Linked DNA regions of Sus scrofa: regions 2 and 3 are each linked to region 1. The links are chromatin contacts, called in public HiChIP or PLAC-seq maps. All regions are on one chromosome and are shown on one strand. The core of a region is the stretch at or near the end of the contact, and the rest is flanking DNA. Distances in the headings are between cores, read along the strand shown. Region 1 overlaps PIK3R1 (phosphatidylinositol 3-kinase regulatory subunit alpha). Region 2 has its middle 410 kb from the start of PIK3R1. Region 3 has its middle 380 kb from the start of PIK3R1.

Region 1 (3,436 bases), core at 610-3,109:
CTTCTCGGATGCTGAAATGCATTTCTTCCCTTTGAAGACAGCAGCTGAGTCTCTGAGAATCTACCCGAAGCAGAGTGACTTGGATGCCTGATTTAATCCGGCAATTAACTGTGAGTCACTTCACCCCCTGTTTTGTCCCCTCAGTAACAAAAATAACTCCTTGTGCTACAGGGATGCAGGGAGGTTGATAAAAGTGCAGGCTACTTTAGATGTCTTAGAAATTGTAAAACACATGAGATGTGCTATACAAAGGACTATTACCTATTACAGAATTTTAGATGATGTTTGGTTAAAGCTATTACTTCTTACCTCTAGTCCCACTGACTGCTGTGTTAGATCTGAGAAGTTCTGAATAAGAGCATTTTTCTAAAATACAAACTGTCTTTAAAACTGTTCTTAGAAAACAAAGGAAGAAAACTTAAAATTAACCATGGATCTGACTAGTCAGCTACTCAGCAAACAGTAGCCTTGATGTATTCAGCATGAACTACAATTAGGGTTACAGGAAAGAACTCTTCAATGTACCAGAGCAATTTAACTTATCATTTGATATAAAATATACAGATAGAAAAAAAGTTTTCATAAGGACCACTGAGTGAGCATAATGTTCTAATTAAAAGAAATAAACCCTAAAGTCTGTAATTACGACCTGTTTAGGTGAGAAACTTTCAACACATGCTTCTCGCTATATCCCACTGAATGAAGAACAGAATTTTCATCCCTCAGTGCTGCACCCATGCAAATATGCCCACAATTGACTCTATGCCAATTCTTTTATCTTCTACCTAACTAGAAGAAAAAAAAAAATCAAGTCGAATTATTTCAATTTTAAAAGGTTTTTATGTATAAATAAAAGATCGCCAAGGCTCAGTGGTGAACAGAATTTGGGTCTGCTGTGGATAAGCCCCACTGCTGCTTATACACATCTGTCAAATCCACAGGAATGTAATCTTAGTAAAGATATAATTAATGCAGCCACAGAACACTCCAAATTAATGCTTTAATTTAAAGTACAGCTGTTTAATCTTCTCATTGTAAGAGACCAGAATACCTAATGCTCAATTCAAGAAGAGCAGGAAGTAAACAACAGTAAAGAGAGGAAACTGAAGTTACTCAATTGTCCATGAAGCTTAAGGAACCATTTTATGAAGTTTTAATTAAACAGTTTCTTGTCCTCTGGTTCATGCGGTTCAACGGCACACTCTTCAGAATCTGGATCCCCAAACTAACCTGCTTTTCCCCCTGAGCTGCCAAAGTTAATTGAGCACTTGCTAAAGCCCCAGTCTGGGAGCTAATCTTGATGTAGCTTCTTTTTGGCTGGCAAATCAAACTGTCTGTAAAGCAAAAGCAGGGCTGCCAACGCTGGGATCCCCGTGTTTACTACCACAGCTGGTTTATAGTCCCACTGAAGGAGAGAGCAGAACTTTCCATCTCTCAGTCCTGCACCCATGCGAATACACTCCTTTCAACTGCGCTTCCAGCTGATTCTATCTTCTACCTAACTAGAAGAAAAAGATCAAGTTGAATTATGTTAGTTTTAAAAGGTTTTCATGTAGAAATAAAAGATCACCAAGGCTCAATCGATAAAAGAAGTTTCTCCAGTGAACATTCTGGGGAAGAAAGAAAGATACAACTTTAGTACAAGTTCCTAATGGGGCCCCGGGCCACCTCCTTCCTGCACAGTGAACTGACATCAAGGACCTCTGTTGACAATCAGCTACAAATTATGGGACTGACTGACCAGGCTCCAGAGTAAAATGATTTATTCAGCTAAAACTATGGTAGAACAGAACTTTCTCCTTCCTAACCCCACCCTCTTGTAAGTTTCAGTGAAACTTCCCTTCAAAAATGTTCTAGGTTACGACCTCCATGGATGGTTCCTCCCAGAGCTGAATTTTCTCTGAGGAACATCCTCTCATCCAGTTGAGTTCATAAGAAGGGACATTTTTTTTTTTTTTTAAAAAAACAGGAAACAGAACATCCAAACCTTTTTCGAAGTTTTACGTGTCTACTCAGAGCAGAGGAACAAATCTTTTCTTAATCAAAATTAGCCTTTAACAATTAAGAGGCCTAGCAGGTTTACCAGCCCATCAGAGAAGTTCAAAAATAACAATTTTTCTAATACCAAGAACAGAAATACAAGTTATGTTTTACATAACACAGAGGCAAAGGGCTCAAAAATGGGCTTTCCTCTTTCATCATGGCCTTTTGTAAATATTGCAACAGTGGACCAGTGGGAATTCTGACAGGAAAAAAGTCCCATCAGAGACTGGCTTTTTGTTTAAAAAAAAAAAAAAAAAAAGTCTTGCTTATGCAGAAAATTCTTGCTTTTTTCCATTATGTGGTATCTGGGGGAGGGTGGGAAGAGGAAGGCTTCTTTCTATATCTGTAGAGCACTGTAATTTAAAATGAGTCATGTAAAACATAAATGAAAATGTTAACCTCTGAGACAGGGGTCAGCAAATCTTTTTCCCTCTTGGATCCAGTTTTCTCTGGAAAGCTTACAAAACCCAAACCAGGGGCTTTCCCTATAAATACATTCCTACTTACCCAGAAAATGAAGGTAAAGTCTGAAAGAAGACAAGTTCAAGAAAGAGGCCTTGAGAATGTGAGACAGCCTGGGTATAGCTCAGCTTCGGGCTATCTGGTCAACCCAGCATACGTCTCGTTTCGCAGGAGTGAATTTTCCCCAATCACAGCTACATAGGATACCTTAATTCCTCCAAGAGGGGTGGATTTTTTTGCCCTACGGTTAAGCCATATTGCAGTAGTTGACCCTGGGAAAGTACTTGAGAGCCTGGCTACCCTTGGAAGACCTCTCTTTCTGAGCCCCCAGCTGTGGCTCACTGGAAGTAATGCTCCAAATAAAATCATTAAATCCATCTTGACGACTTAATGAAACCACTAGCGCCTTGGACTTCTCCTCTGGCTTTCTACATCACGCCTGACACAAACCAAAGTTTGACTGCTATGGAAGACTCAACCAGAGGCCACAAGGAAAAGTTCAGATCCCTGATCCATGTTCTAGCTTCAGCTGCTAGTCACAGCTGCTCTCTGAGTGAAAATTAAGCTTTTATTTACCTAATCCATACATTCTTCCAGACCGGAATTGCTATCAAAGATTCCAACTCTAGGTTCAAACACTGACACTGCTCTGACACCACAGTACTTTTCTGTGAATGGAATGAGATCATCTATGATACTTCATGTTATTCTCTCTCTATTGCAAGAAAACTGCTAGAGAAGTTGAAAATTTCATACAAATTATATAAGACTCTGGCTTGATGTGCACCTGATCTTAACAGAAACAAAGCAATGGCCAATCAAGCATTTTTAATACCTGTATCTTTAAGATTTTGAAATTGGAGGCTAAATGGATAAGGAGACAAAGATTACAGAGATGTGAGACTATTTAAAAGTCTACAACTTATGGGCC
Region 2 (3,436 bases), core at 654-3,153, 440 kb after region 1:
AAAGCACCTACTTTGAATGTTCTAACCCCATGGATTCCTTAAAGTTTTCACAATCCTACAGAGCCTGGGTTTCCCCTGAGTTCTTTTTCTTAAGCACAGCTCTCTAGTTTTATGTTAATTGTGCTTGTTCCTACTACTAGTTCTTGGAATTGGTTCTAAGTTAGTAAGAGTGTTCCAAATTCAATTACTAAGTGGACTGTTCCCTTAGTATTTGTGGTTCATTGGCCCCAACTAATCATCTTACAACTTGAAGGAACTTGTTTGTAATTGTTTATGAATGTTTTGTCTATCTTATTTTCTTAGAACAAAATGCCAATTATGCTTTTTGGTTTTTTTTTTCTTGTTCTACAGCTTGTTTATGTCATTAAGTGACAACATATACAACATGTGTGTCTAGAGGGCATTGTCTCATTAGCTGAACATATTGTCTAATTTATTAAATGCATGTAATGGATAATTGATAAAATTAGTTTATTTACATAAAAGGCCTTGTACAACAAGGTTTTTATTTAGTTATTTTTCCTGGTCACATCCTTAGGGTTAGGTAAGCAATGACATAATTCATCCTGAACTTCTTGCAACCTTCATTTACTAATGGCCTGGTTAGCAGTTTTGATACTTTTTCCCAGGGTTGCATTCAAGTGTCTCAATGGGGTGAAAAGGACATATGGAAGAGAGTTGGAAAGAAATAGTGAGGCCCTGCTCCACACAGGCAAGCCCAATGTTGCTGGGGTTTCTGATTTTTCAGAATATTAATAGATACTAGAGGACAAAAAAAAAAAAAAAAAAGACATAATGGATGGAATGGCAGTTTATAACCCCTGGTTTACTGTCTTTGGGTTTTTGTTTCATTGAGTATTCAGTGTTTAATTAATAAAGGCCAAGGAACTTTAACATTGAGATCTACGCTATCAGAGACTGAGCACATTACATTGTGCCAAGAAGAGTAATTATTTTAATGACTTTAAATATATTTTAGAGTTTTAGGGGTGTCAATGGTTGAGCTGTCAACCTTTCAATTGATTCTGGAGAATATGTGTGTCTCTGTGTGTGTGTGTGTGAGTGTAAAAGAAATAACCTGCCTCAGCTCTGCATCTAAGTGTTTTCTTCTTAGCACAATATACATTATCTGTAGGACTTCAGTTGCTTCTGCATTCATATAATGTCTTAGAGGATTTTCTCTCCCAGGTTTTAAAGCCATGGAGATGTAATTCAGATTTTGCCCTCAAATCTTCAAGAATTTGGTAAAAGAAGCATTTAACCAACATTTGGTTGATAGACCCCAAGATAAGTTGCTGAGTGTTCAATAGAGTTCTCTCCCTGTGGTTATATATCATGTTCCCTGAACTTTTATAAAGGGTTAAAATATTACTAAAATACAAGTTCTCAACTTCCTTAATCATCTGTTTTCTTACAGTTTCTTGACAATAGTTTCTTCTCTTTCCTTTTTTTTTTTTTTTTTTTTTTTTTTAAGCATATGGAAATTCCAAAGCAGCTGCCAGCCTACACCACAGCCACAGCAATGCAGGATCCGAGCATGTCTGTGATCTATACCACAGGTCACAGCAATACCAGATCCTTAACCCAATGAGCAAGGCCAGGGATCAAACCCACATCATCATGGATACTAGTCAGATTCTTAACCTGCTGAGCCACAATGGGAACTCCACTGACAATAGTTTCTTAATTTTTCTGTGTCCATTCTAGGGGAAAAAAATCATGGACACCCTGGACTAGCCCCAATCTCTAGTGGATTATATAAAATGTGCTAGGAAACTTGAGATCATCTTCACAGACTCTCACAGAGATAAATGTTTATAAAGCAGGGGGAACCAAAGGAGAAAGCAGAAATGAAAGAAAAAGAAGATTTCATCATTCATAGAAACTTTCTATCTTTGACCAGTATAACTGGAACTTCTGCTGAAGAATAACTGGGGGAGTGTACCAATTAAGCCTCCCAAAGCTCCAGCCTTTCCTACCAGCCATTACCCTCAGAGCCTATGGGGAGCCGGGGAGTGTATTTAATGTTTCAAATGCATACTTTCCTTTCAAAAGCCTATGCTAATTCTTAGATAAACCAGAAGAAATCTGATCAACCTCTGAACAAAGATTTTGCTTATCTTGCCCCAGCGGGATATTTTCTTGCTCCTTTAAATTTCTGGTTCTTTGTCTTGTGCTGTTTTTTAAAATAAATGTTCTGATTTTGAAACACAGCAGGAGACTAAAGTTGCAGTAGCATTCACTGAGATCTTTACAGTTGGATCACGATATGGTGCATACTGTCCAGTACCACTCAGATGCCCCCTTCAGGACCAAAGTGCTAATTTCCTCATCTGCCAGGAGGACTGGCCACGGATGGCTTGTAGCTGGGTCTCAATATTTGCTTGCAGACAAAGGGAGCTTCCTCAGGCAAGTTAACATACCCTCCTTGGAGACAGCCAGCATTCCTTGGCTTCCTTGCCTCAATCCGGAAAATCCCTGAAGCACCATCCCAGTGCCACAGATCCTAGAGAGAACTTCTAAGGCCTCTGTTGCAACCACATTGGAGTTCAATTTCTTCTTCTCACACTCTTGATTCTCTCATTTCCCCCCAAAACTTCTTGTACACAAATCTCTACTTTAGTCTTTTTTTCTGGGGAATTGACAAAAGAGAGTTGATACTGAGAGTGGTCATGGGTCCATCCTGTAAGATGGGATTTTTGAGCCTGATTATCTGCCATTCAGCTGCCAGTGAGAACCCCATCATGAGTGGAAGGCTAAGTACTAGGAGCCCCTAGTGTGTGGATTGGTGCAGTTGTTAATGCTATTACCAGTGGCAAACCAGAATGAGATGCCAGCTAAAAAGCATGCACTGTTTGATGAAATATCTGAGGAGAGTCTGAAAAGCATGGGGGGGGGCAGTAGAAATCATGAAGGTTATGAAGCTGAATGGCTGCTTTGGTTCTATCAATGCATTAGGACGAATGCAGCAACATGCTGAGGAAGATTAATCCCCAGCAAAGACAAAATGTGAACGTTAGAGGGTCTTACTGGCAGCATAGAAAGGACTCATTTCTGATAACTGAGGAAAGACAAATCTGAGAACCAGGCCCAGAACTTAATGACCAGGATAGCAGAGCTCAGGGAAGATTAAACTCTCAATCCAACTTGTCTGCTTCACCAAGATCAACTTCTAAACTTGAGCCTATATCTTTAGTCTGAACTCGTTGACAAAAAAGGAAGCCATGTTCTGATAAGGACTCTGCAACATCACCACAAGAGGTTACAGGTATGAGTCTCCCAATCGCAATGCAACAACACCCCCTTCTCAGGGACCCCCATGCTGGGGAAAGGGGATAACCAAACATTTTGAGGACTTCTTGGCAAAAGTTCTGTGTTAACATTGCTAGTCAAGGACTTAAAGTATCAGCATAGACCCTGCTAGAGTAGAATCTGA
Region 3 (3,436 bases), core at 350-2,849, 400 kb after region 1:
TCTACCTTTTTTTTTCTTTTTTCAGGAAGATCAGACATGGGAACTAAATCTTAGCCCAGAAGATTCAAACCCTCAGGAGCTGGCAGTCAGCTTTGCCCCTCTCTCTTTTCTCTTTTCCATTTTATTTCCCTTCTGACTCCCCATTGCTTTCTTTTACTTTCTGGAAATTCTTTCTCCTTCATTTTGTCATGATTGTTTCTAGTTTCTCAATTTTGACTTTTAAAATGTTCATTCAATTTTCAGAAGGGAAAAAAGTAGCAATGGTCTAATCTTCATGCATGTAAGCACCACGCTATGCTCTATCCCTTCTTGGGGAAGGTCAGTTCACCATAGAGACAGCATCCAAGGAGACTGAGAAGCTGAGTGAGCATCTACATAAGGTGACATGAGAGAATGGGGCAGATACACACCTCTGTCTTTCACTCCTCATCCCTGCTTCTGAAATCTCCCACTGAGGAGACAGAGAACAGTGAAAGGTGGGACAGTTCAAGCCTCCTTATTTCATCCTTCAGAATATTAACTGATCCTTTTTGTCTCTTATATTTTTTTTCTCATATCCTTGACATAGTCCTCCTAACTTGAAGGACACCAGTAGAGTCAAGCTGGTTCTTCTCACTTTATCCTCTCTGTCATCCACCTTGCATGTCACTGCCAGCATATCCATAAAGCTGTACTTATAGTTGTCATTTGCTCAAAAATCTACAGTGGCTTCCTGTTATTTTTGGCTTTAGTTACAAATTTTTCTGTTTGGCTTTGCAGGCCATTCATCATCTGAGAGTAGTTTCCCAGCCCTTCCCAAAAGCATTCTTTAACAGCTCACTTCCTTTCATGTATTCTGCTCTTATTTCCAACCCCTTGCCTTTGCTCATGCTGTTTTTCATCATTTGTAAGAACGTCTCTCCTCACCTTTATCTACTAAGCAATTTTGGTCTCCCACATAGTTTCCCTGAACCACTCTAGATGATACAGATTTTCCTTCTAATTTCTTACTGTTCATATAATAATTTCCATACAGTTCAGCATTTAATTTTTCTATATATATATTTTTTTGTTTCCCTGGCCTTTAGGAATGTGGACTTACGTTTTCAAATTTATAACACCACATGCAAATGAAAGATACCATGATTATTTTTAGAACCAAAAATGTTTCTACATGTTCACGAAGTATGTATTCAAGTCCCTGGAATTAATTCAGCACACAGAACTGTTGCATGTCAAATACAGAGTGCCACTGCTCTGAAAGATGATTCCTACTATTGATGGGAGCTATTGGATCTACTCCACTGAATTCCAAATTGAGTAACTGTACTTGAAAAGTCTATCAGATAGATATGTTTCTCTTTTAGGAAATTACCAGAGTGAATCCTTCTGATAAATACATCCAGGAGCAGATCAGTGTCTTTTAAAATGATGACAATGTACAAAATAAGAGAAGATACAATTAAACCAAACCAAGAAGAAATTTCTCAGCTTGTCAATGAGATGTAACAGCTTTACAGGCAGATTCTCCAAACAACAAGCCTCCAAACTCCTTGCAGATAAAAATTACGATATTTGAGAAGCAATGGAGACTAATTCAGTCATTTCTCAAACTGAGTTTCAGTTCCTCCTTCATGTACTGTGCAATACACATTTAATTTTTTCATATGAAAAAGGAATGCCTTTAATGTTGACTTTTGAAAAGAGGTCACATCTGTGTTAACCTCATAAATATACTGACGGCTTACAACTTTATTAATTCTGTATAGCCTCTACCCTCTTATGTTCCCTGTCTGTATTTATAACTCTTGCTCTTTTTCACAGATACTGGAAAATGGAAGCAAACTGGATTAAATACCAAGCTAAGGCTTCCACTTCTGGCCAAACTGGAATTTTGTAGACTAGATTTTTCTTCTTACAACACACGCACAAAGTACACAAGCTATATGAAGCACTGACTTCCAAGACATTGGATATTAACAATGAAGAATGCAATCCCTGGGATGTGAGAAATGAGTGAGGTGAAGCCTCTGGCTGCCCAAGCTTACAACACTGGGGAAGACTCCTGGTCATGGAGCAGAGAGGGGAAACTATGTGTAGTCTAGCAGAATCCCTGAGTTGAAGAGATAGAGCTGAGTGTCTTGGGATACCAGGGTTGCTGGAGTTCTTTAGGTGGAGTTCAAAGAAGAAAGAGTCACAAAGAAAGAGAACTCTAGAGAACCGTACAGGGTCAATTCCTGAGTTTAGCAGCATATTGATCAAGTATATATGTGATGAAAGTAACTGGGATTGGGAGAAGAGTCACCAACAGGGTTAGTGGACTGGTATCCGTTGCTCACACAGAGTCAGGAAGTGCCTGTTCCCAACAGCTGTAGTGGAAAACTCTGTAAGTCACATGGACGTGGGAGAGTTCTAAGAATAGTTTTGCCTTAGCAGTAGAGAATTACCGGGTCACTTTGCTGTACACTCGAAATTGACAGAACACTGTGAAAAACTATAATGGAAAATAAAAAATAAACTAAACATGGTTCTAGAACTATACAACAAATTTTAAAGAAAGATCCAAATAACTTAACTATATCCAAAAATAAAATATAAGAATATCTACAGAGATACAAAATTATCCAACACCTAGAAAGTTAAAATTCACAATTCCCAACATCTAATAAAAAATCTTCAAGTATGGAAAAAGGAAGAAAAATATGACTCATAATGACAAGAACACTCAATCAAAACCAACTCATAACTGACACAGATGTTAGAATTACCAGACTAGGTCTTTCAAACAGCTACTATAACTACATTCTATACATTCAAAAAGCTGAAAAGCAGAAATACAAAAAAGACACAGATAAAATTTTTAAAGATGAAAACCAGAATGTCTGAAATGAAAAAGTAACTACAGGGGATAAACTTCAGGTTTGACATGGCAGAAGAAAAGAATAGTAAACCTGATGAGAGAGCAATGGAAACTGTTCAAAATAAAACACTAAGAGATAAAACAATAAAAAAAAAAAAAACTGAAAAGAATACCAATGATCTGTGGAACAACTCCAAGTATCCTAATATATGTGTAGCTGGAACACCTGAAAGAAAGGGGTGACAGAAAAAAAAAATTGAAAAAATAATGGTAAAATTTCTTTCCAAAATTGATGAAAACTGTAACCCCACAGACCCAAAAGCTACACAAAACCCAGTGTGCATGCACACATACATATATATGCAAACAAACAAAAAGCAACTTTAAAGCATATTACAAGAAAATTTCTCAAAAATAGTAATAAAGAGAAAATGTTAAAAGCAACCAAAAAAAAATTAGATGTGCTATGTACAGAGGAATAAAGACAAAGAATAAAGCAGATTATCACATTTTTTTTTATAAGAAACAATGCAAAAAGGCAGCGTCCAACATCCAGGAAAAAAAAAAATGTCAACCTAAAATTCTATACCAGAGGGA

Evidence for each region. HiChIP or PLAC-seq counts read pairs in DNA pulled down with a chosen protein or histone mark.
Region 2: a contact with region 1 is called in an H3K27ac HiChIP or PLAC-seq map of alveolar macrophages. The contact joins two enhancer-like sites. A contact is called at or near these places in 2 of 2 datasets of contacts at active chromatin or transcription factors (alveolar macrophages and skeletal muscle).
Region 3: a contact with region 1 is called in an H3K27ac HiChIP or PLAC-seq map of alveolar macrophages. The contact joins two enhancer-like sites. A contact is called at or near these places in 2 of 2 datasets of contacts at active chromatin or transcription factors (alveolar macrophages and skeletal muscle).

Annotation. Positions count from the first base shown.
Region 1 is chr16:46,461,339-46,464,774 of Sscrofa11.1, reverse strand. All of the region lies in intron 2 of PIK3R1 (phosphatidylinositol 3-kinase regulatory subunit alpha), which reads right to left. Among named protein-coding and RNA genes, the nearest start is that of PIK3R1, 28 kb to the right of the region's middle. Within about 2 kb of position 1,859, at least 13 of the 83 cell types and tissues checked have an H3K27ac peak or open chromatin away from gene starts, as enhancers often do. A contact at or near this core is called in alveolar macrophages, where this site is marked.
Region 2 is chr16:46,018,933-46,022,368 of Sscrofa11.1, reverse strand. No RefSeq gene overlaps it. Among named protein-coding and RNA genes, the nearest start is that of PIK3R1, 410 kb to the left of the region's middle. Within about 2 kb of position 1,903, at least 4 of the 83 cell types and tissues checked have an H3K27ac peak or open chromatin away from gene starts, as enhancers often do. A contact at or near this core is called in alveolar macrophages, where this site is marked.
Region 3 is chr16:46,056,869-46,060,304 of Sscrofa11.1, reverse strand. No RefSeq gene overlaps it. Among named protein-coding and RNA genes, the nearest start is that of PIK3R1, 380 kb to the left of the region's middle. Within about 2 kb of position 1,599, at least 7 of the 83 cell types and tissues checked have an H3K27ac peak or open chromatin away from gene starts, as enhancers often do. A contact at or near this core is called in alveolar macrophages, where this site is marked.